Linked DNA regions of Mus musculus: region 2 is linked to region 1. The links are chromatin contacts, called in public Hi-C maps. All regions are on one chromosome and are shown on one strand. The core of a region is the stretch at or near the end of the contact, and the rest is flanking DNA. Distances in the headings are between cores, read along the strand shown. Region 1 overlaps Gm46549 (a long non-coding RNA gene). Region 2 overlaps Nr1i2 (nuclear receptor subfamily 1, group I, member 2).

Region 1 (4,258 bases), core at 643-3,142:
ATTACATCTGTGTGCTATCATATCACGTGGTACTAGGAATCTCCTTAGGGCCTCACACATGGCAGGTAAACACTCTACCCACTGAGCTATGTTCCCAGCCCTCAAATGTCTCTTTACAGTGGTTCTCAGCCTTCCTAATGCTATGACCCTTAATATAGTTCCTCATGTTGTGGTGACCCCCCAACCATAAAATTATTTTCATTGCTATTTCATAACTGTAATTTTGCTACTGTTATGAACTGTAATGTAAGTATCTCTGATAGCTCCAATGGTCTTAGGTGAGGCCTGTGAAAGTGAGGTTCGACCCCTAAACTTGAGAAGCACTGCTTTAGAACATCAGTTAAGAGCAGTAAGTAGGATGCTATTGGCTTGGAACTCACTACCTAGTCCAAGACAGCCTTGACTTTGTGGTGGCCCACCTGCTTCAACCTCCAAAGTTCTGAGATTCTAGGCATGAGTCATTACCCTTGGCTGAGCCAATGTTTTCTTAGCTCCGTTTTCTTCTTTCCTCTGAGCTATGTTCTAAGTCAATCTAATCTTGAGGGGAGTTTTACACTGCAGAAGTCTGTTTGAGAAAATTTACTTGAGTGCGTCTTCATACCTGGCACAGTTCTTGTGTTATTGTTCTTAGCCCCACACAAGAACATACCTGCCCTTTGGCCACATGACACCCAGGGGCCAGACAGGTGTTAGTATTTCTCAGATCGGACCAGCCTTGGAGCAGCAACATGACTGTCACCTGAGAATTTGTTGCAAATCACATTTTGGGGTCCTACTTGTGAAATCCCCGATCTAAAAAGGTAAGGAAGGGACCCAGAAATCTGTGTTAGTTGGCAAGCCCTCCAGGAGATTACGGTACCTACTAAAGCTCAACGGAGCTGGAATAATAGATAAATAAGAAGCCAACTATCCTTTAATGGCCAAAGGCATCTTCAGAGAAGGAGTAATGAAAAGTCCAGAAGAAAATGGCAGGTGTGTGTGTGTGTGTGTGTGTGTGTGTGTATACTTCTTTAAGAACCAAAAAGAGATCATCTGTAACCAGAGACAGACATAGTGGCAAGACTCTGGGGTAGCTTCCTGAAATTTTAGGGTTTTTTTTTCTTCCTCTAGAGTCTTTATTTCTGTCTCCCTTGTCCACATATTTTAGCTGAATACAGTATTTTTTTTTCTATGCTTGAAGTCTAAGCAGTTTGGAGACAGGGTCTCCTGTGTCTTTGGTAGCTCAGGTTATCCTTGAACTTCTGATCCTCCCACCTCCACCTCCCCAGTGCTAATATTACAACCACGCATCATTTCACCCAGTTTGTGTGGTACTGGGCATTGAGCCCAGAACCTTATGCCACCACCAGCCCTTAAAAAAAAAAAAAGGAGTGGCAGGATGGCTGAGTGGTAAAGGTATTTGCTGCCAAGCCTGACAACCCTGAGTTTCATCCTTGGAACATACATGGTGGAAGAGAACCTGATTGACTCCTACAAGTCCTCTGATCTCTATGCAGAGTACACGGAGTCAATAAATAATGTAATCATTAAAATGTATTGAGACACAGCCTCACTGTGTAACCTTGGCTATTTTTAAACCCAGGAAGATCTCCTTGCTTTTGCATTCAGAGTACTGACATTATGGACTATCACCAATGACCAAGTTATTGATTTGTTTGTCTATCTATCTATTTTAATTTAATTTTATTTTTTATTTTTTGAGAGACAGGGAGGCTTCCCTGTGTAGCCTTGTTAGTCCTGGAATTAAAGAATTGTGCCACTACTACCTGGCTTACAAATGACCAATTAAAAAAAAAAAAGGTTTTAATTGGGATCAATAAGATGATTCAGCAGATAAATGTGCTTGCCACAGAGCCTGAAGGTCTAAGTCCACGTTGGATGTGAGAATCTAGAAATCTATCCCTTTAAAAGTCTTAGGCTTCTGCAGCCCTTTAAAACTCACCACATAGCTCCAGGAATGTTCGGACTTGAAGCCCCAAGTACGAATAACTCTGGCCTGGGAGTCGGGAGATGTCAGTCAGTTTTCCTCTGTCCTGTGTGATAGGCGATCGAAGCCAATTGTTGAGTTTCTCCCATGTAGCAGGCACTGGCCAGATGTTTTCACACTGCCTTCTTTCCACCAGACAGTAATGACATGAGGGTGCTGTGGTGGTCTTTAGCTCTGCTTCTAAATGAGGAAGCTAAGGAACAGAGGTCAAGTGGCTAACCTGGTGTCATACTCGTAGGAAATCACAGCTCCAGGATCGAATCCAAGCCCTGACTCTAAGCTTAGGCTGCCACAGTGCTTCTTTAAACAAGTCTTCCCCCCCCCCTCCCCCCGGCCCCCAGGACCCTCAATTTATTTGCCTGTGAAAAGAAAGAAATGAGCTACATGAACCTTGAACTCACTTCAATATTGGCATCCTACCAGCCTTTGAGTGGTAGAGGCTGGGGCAGGAGGTTAAAGGTTCCCAGAGACTTGACTCCTCAAAGCATTAGGAGATGATGAAGAAAAGAGCCAGAAATTCACTAGACCTATGGTGATTCCAGCAGAATCTAAAAAGTGTTAAAAGTCGAGATCAGTCTTATCAAATTCTTCCTGGATGTAAGATAAGATGCTTTAGACAAATGATTGGTCATCTAACAACAGGAACTCTAAAATGGAAGCAGGGGGGAAATTAAAAGAAAATACATGTAGCCCCATGTAGGTTTGCTAAATCTACCCATGAAATGAAGTTTCATTTTATATACACTGTGGGACCTGTTGAATATAGGGTACACTTGTAAGACCTATGAAATGCCCAATTTTGGAGTCAGTTAATAATAAAAGTGAAAGAGCAACTAACCCCTCGTTACACTTAGAATGCATGGATCACATGTATTTGAAACATTTGCATGGACTCCACATTCAAAATGGGCTGTGTGCGCAACTTTGACGTCATCGGTACAGCTCGTTCTTTCACCTAACTGCTTCTAACATGGCTCTAATGATTTTCTCCAAGACTATTACTCTTTCTTTACTGATGATCTCAGTAGCAATGCCAGCATTTTTGTTCTCCAGCTACTTTCTGCTGTGTTTGATATGACCGATGCACTTTCTCTCTATATCACACCCAGCTTTGGCATATCTGACATTAATCTCACTAGGCTTTCTTTATGGCCCTGAGTAGTATCCTTTTCTCTTTGTAGGAGACTTCTGTAGACAGTCATTGCGTGACCACTGTGAAAGTTTTTGGTTTTGGTGTTTTTTTTTTTTTTTTTTTTTTTTTTTTTGCCTTACCCTTGTCTTTCCCCACCCCCACTCCCCAATCTTTCTGATATTCAATATTCTCATCCCCTGGGGAAGTTTCAAGTATCACTGTTGGTGACTCACAGATCCGTTTCAGCTTTGTGTTCCAGAGCCTAAGTACTAAAATATAATTGCTTGCTGGATACCCTCAGGTCTACGGATTCAGCAAGTCTCAAGCCAAATGCTTCTCTGTCACTTTGACGTCTGCTCCTTCTCCTGAATGTCCTACCTTGGTAACAAGACTGTCATCCTTTTGGACACCAGGCTAGACCTTGCTGTGCCTGACTTTCTAGACAGTAAATGTAGCTATGAGTGAGAAAGAGCTATACACTTACTTCAAGTATAGTGTGGAATGGAGAAGCCAAGAGTATTCATCTCTTGTGGCCTGGAGGGAGAGGTACCCATTGGGAAAGGACACCATCAGAGGCGTTATCAGTAAATCCCAAATCCCACTGATAATGCCTCAGGTATACTCTTCTGCTCATCTCCTCCTTTCTGACAACCTTCCTGTACAGTATTTGGGACCTTGTATTTTGTTCAAGATTATTGTCAATAGCCTACTAAACTGAAGGTCAAGACAATAGAACACAAGAGGTGGAAGGTAAGAGTGGACAGGAGGATGGCTAGCTGTCCATTAGAGAAACAGGAGGCAGTGATGGGTAGTGGACATGAACGGTTAGTGTAATCTGGGGCTGCTCTAAAACCAAGTATGAGCAAGGTGAAAGGGCATCCCTGCCCAACTAGTGGGTGCTGCAAAGTGAGATGATGTTCTAGACACAACACACAAAAGCAAAGACACCCCAGATGGAGTTTATTTGATAGAGCAATCAAGTGAATGAAGAAGTATTTACTCACCAGGGCTCAATAGTCATCAGGGAGATAAAAAGAAAAATATACCTGACAAGTTATCAATAGGGCTTGTGATTTACTGATAACATAGCTGCGGGTATCTTTTCCCAACAAGTGCCTATCCCTCCAGACCACAGATCT
Region 2 (4,258 bases), core at 717-3,216, 230 kb after region 1:
GCTGTAAGGTGCTACCGTGTGCTATAGTACCATGTACTGTAAGGTGCTACCGTGTGCTATAGTACCGTGTGCTGTAAGGTGCTACCGTGTGCTATAGTACCGTGTACTGTAAGGTGCTACCATGTGCTATAGTACTGCGTGCTGTAAGGTGCTACCGTGTGCTATAGTACCGTGTACTGTAAGATACTACTGCTTTGAGGACAGTATGCTAAACCAAAGGCACCAACTGCCAAACAAACCATGTGTGGTTTTTCTTTAAGTGAGACGAACACATAGCCAGACTCAATGAAACAGCAAGCATTTAAATAGCTGCAGGGGAAAGGAATGGGAGGCGCTTCATGGACACACAGATCTGATGTCACAGGATGACGAATCTGGAGAGGGATTGCACAACAACGTCAATACGCTTCCCATTACTGAACCACACTAAATTGTTAAGGGCAGATTCAGGGAGAAGGGCAGTCATTGCCCTCAGTTTGTGTACCCCCGATGACCCTACCAGGTTCCAGTGCGTAGTTCCAATCTCATGGCCAAATAGACAGCCCTGGTTAAACTAAATGGGCCACAAAGCCAAACCTGAAAGATATGTCTCTGGGAAAGGGGCCGACAGGGATGGGGGGGCGTTCCTGGGGAGGGAAGGAAATAAAAGACAGGTTAGGACGGGGAATAAAATATGTTATATGCATATATGAAATGTGAACAAACAAAACTGAGGGTGTGGCTCTGTGTAGAGGTTTGCCTACCATGAGTGACACCCTGAGTTCAAATGTAGCATTGTTAAAAACCCAGAAATTATTATAATAAAAATGTATGAGTATGTTTAACCTTATTTAAATGTAAAAAAAAAAAGGAGAAGGTGGAGGAGAGGGAGAGGAGGAGGAGGAGAAGGAGAAGGAGAGGAAAAAAAAAAAACCCTTTACAAGGAAAATCTATATATTGATCTGGTTTAAGTATCCTGCCTTGTGCACAGATGGAATCGTCCAGAACAGGGAAGCCAGAGAAGCAGCCTGGAGGAGCGAGGAGCTGGAGTTCAGTGCAGAGCATGTGGGATCTACAGGCAGCCAAGGTCATCCAGCCGTTTGTATCTGAGAGGCATGGATTTTGAACTGTGTCAGAAAGCCGTGTGTGGTTGGAGCCTGGACCTTAAGATGTCCCACCTTCCTTGTTACATTGTATCCCACTGTTTACAGTAATCTAGAACTGGGCTGAACTCCAGGGACTGCTGTGCTAGCTTTAGTGAACAGCCAGTCAGTCACCTGGGAGCTTCTCAGCTGGCTCAGGTCTGGGCTCTGGGCTCTGGGCTCTGGGCTCTGGGCTCTGGGCTCTGGGCTCTGGGCTCTGGGCTCTGACAGGCTCCTTGTGGCACTGATGCTGCAGGTGTACCTGCCATTCTGGGAGAAAAGGACAGACCTTGGAAATCTGACTAACAATGGTACACAAAAGGATGTTATGGAGATGGCTGCTCTGATAGCACATCTTTCAATAGTTGCGAGAAATGCACTTTGTAACTGTTTTTTAAAACCAATATACAAAGAAATATACAAAGCCCATGAAGAGGCTGTGCAAGTGCACCGGTCTCCCAGTGAGTAGTGACTAAAAATGTCCAGTCCAGATCACTGAGACTATATGAAGGAGACTACAAAACTTGAAAAGGAGATAACAGTCTAAATGAAGGCAGAGGAGAACCGACAAAGGAACTGTGATGGTACGACAGAAACTAACGGAGACAGCAGGTTATATGCATGCCTGTATAAATGACGAAACCGCAGAGTGTAAATAAAACAAAAACCAGGGGAAAATTGTATTTGATGACCAAAGTGGGGAAGTTGAACTTACTTAGAGAACTACCAACTTTGTCTAACAAGAGGAGAAGCTTGGTAAATGTATTGGCTAACATTTACACAGGCTTTTGCTGTTTACAAAATGATTTCAAAATCATGACTTCACGTAGAGATGTCTGTGGCATGGGCAGGGCAGGGTTTATCCCCAGATGGACAGAACAAGGAATGAGGCACACTGAGGGGCTCCGAGGTGTGCCTGGGTTAGTGAAGGCGCCCAGAGGCTGGACTTCTCCCCTGACCCCACTTATGTGATAATCTGTACTTTAAATGGATAGTCACAAATTTCACGGAAGAAGATTTGTTTTGAAATGGTTTAAGTATTATAAACAAAGCACTCCTCCCCCTTAGCCCTGGTATGGAGGTGACCTCCAAAGGTCACTTAGATAGCAAACCCCAAGTCATGCATCCTAACAGAACTGAGCTGCTATCAATGAAAGCTGGCCTTTGTGCTTCCTGGCCTCAGTCAACAGATGGGAGAGGTCAGATGGCTTGTGACTGCCTGGATCTGGGTGAAAGCTGGCATGGCTGTCAGTACAAGTACACCCTGTACCCCTGCCCAGTATCTAACAGGTAACCGCGGTCTCTGACCTAGTGCCTATCTCTACGGGCATGCATGCTGCCACAACACCCATGGATTCACACTTCAACCCCTCAGAGAGACTGAGAGTTAGTTTGTGCTCCCATGGGAGCTTCAATTTGCTTCTTTGCCTCATGTTTCAGAGGGAAACTATTCTCTGCGTGTTCTGGGAGTGCCGGAGGTGTGTGGGGTGGGTGGGTGAACAGGTTCTAGGGAACAGGGTATTTTTCCCAGCCTCCTCCAAACAGACCACATGGGAGGTCCCATATGCAAAAGAGGCCTCACTGACACCCCAGGTCCAGAACCAACATCTGGAGTGGCTCTGAGACTGAGTACTGGTCATGGCAGCCCCGTCACTCCTGCTAATGTCATCCTTTCTCTATTTCTGTACCCATCCACCTTGGAATAAGCCACCTAACTGAGAAAGTCCATTCACTGCGAAGATGAAAACCCTTCAACTATTTCTCCCAGAGGCACCGAAGACTGTTGAGCTGGAAGCAGTTACAAGGGAGGAAATGCTGCCCTTTCCTGCTGATTACAGCTCGTTCGGGGAATCACAGAAACCAAAGGTCTTCTCCTTGCTACTCCCTTCTACCTCCTGCACAGACAGACAGACAGACAGACAGACAGATGCACACATGAGCGCACACACACACACACACACACATGGGAGGGGGAGGGAGGGAGGAAGGGGAGGAGAGGGGGAGTGAGACTCTAAGAGAGTCTAAAAAGCTTTGCTAAAACTCAACACCCACTCAGGATTTTTAAATTCTTGGTTAATCAGACAAGGACTTCATGAGCTCCATGCATGGCATTTTCTAGAAATCTCTATACACAGACAAGCTTCTCATTAAAGTGAAAATCCAGGTTTTATAACTAGTACCACACAGAAAGGGTTATTTCCTCCAGACCTGGAGCCTGGGATGGTACAGGGACATTGGAAGCAGAAGGGTTAAGGAGGCGTGGTAGATGAGGTCATGGCCTTCAGCATGAACCAGGATGCCCTCGGGGTCATTGCCTGCCTCGGTTTGATGCCACAGAGGCCAGCACAACAGCTCAGGGCCTCTTCTGGTGTGGCTCCAGGTGAGGTAAGAAGAAATAGCTGCGTTGAGAATTCCTGACAAACCCACAATCACACTGGCTTGAGTTCCAGTTTATGCCACGTGTGTTCCATGACTGACTCCCAAGCTAACGGTGGATCCCCTCAGTGCTGAAATCCTCTAGAGGAAAGCCGAGTCAGCCCCATGGTCAAAAAATTCCACAGAGGGGGCCAGGAAACAGGAATTTACAGCATGACATTAACCTTAGGAACAAGGCAAGAATGTTGCATTTCTAGGTGCAGCACTCCTTAGAATTCTAGCATCCAGGGCTGGGGGAGATGGCTCAGTGGTCAAGAGCACTGGCTGTTCTCCTAGGGGACCTAGGTTTGATTCCCAGTGTGTCCACATAGCAGTTCACAAACATCTGCAGTTCCACTTCCAGGGAATTCAGTGCCCTCTTCTGCCTCCGCGGACATCAGACACACACGTGGTGCAGAGACAACAGGCAGGCAAGACAACCACACCAATAAAAAGAAATCTCAAAAACCAAGCAAAGAAGTATGGTATACGGACCATTCGATAGAGCACATCAACCCAAGACTGTTCTCTGTCACAGATATTGTTCATTTTATGCATGATGGCCATGAAAAAAAAACAGTAAGAAAAAAATTAAGCTATATAAGAAAAGGAAGAGGTAAAAATCTACTGTACATAAAAAATATGACTTTCTATCTAGAAATCCCAAAGGTATCTATTGCAACCCTTAAGAGAATTTGATACAGTGCCCAGATAAAACAACT

The links. Hi-C and Micro-C count contacts between places; a contact is called where the count stands out from the background.
Region 2: a Hi-C map of liver shows a contact between it and region 1, with 2.2 times the contacts expected there. The contact joins two enhancer-like sites. A contact is called at or near these places in 1 of 39 promoter capture datasets (fetal liver), 1 of 484 Hi-C or Micro-C datasets (liver) and 1 of 9 other capture datasets (embryonic stem cells).

The regions. Positions count from the first base shown.
Region 1 is chr16:38,056,594-38,060,851 of GRCm38.p6, forward strand. Gm46549 (a long non-coding RNA gene) reads right to left here. Exons shown (of 4, transcript XR_001781896.1): 2 at 1,943-2,180. Among named protein-coding and RNA genes, the nearest start is that of Gm46549, 23 kb to the right of the region's middle. Within about 2 kb of position 1,893, at least 3 of the 459 cell types and tissues checked have an H3K27ac peak or open chromatin away from gene starts, as enhancers often do. A contact at or near this core is called in liver, where this site is marked.
Region 2 is chr16:38,285,620-38,289,877 of GRCm38.p6, forward strand. The region is part of intron 1 of Nr1i2 (nuclear receptor subfamily 1, group I, member 2); the gene reads right to left. Among named protein-coding and RNA genes, the nearest start is that of Nr1i2, 7.1 kb to the right of the region's middle. Within about 2 kb of position 1,967, at least 16 of the 459 cell types and tissues checked have an H3K27ac peak or open chromatin away from gene starts, as enhancers often do. A contact at or near this core is called in liver, where this site is marked.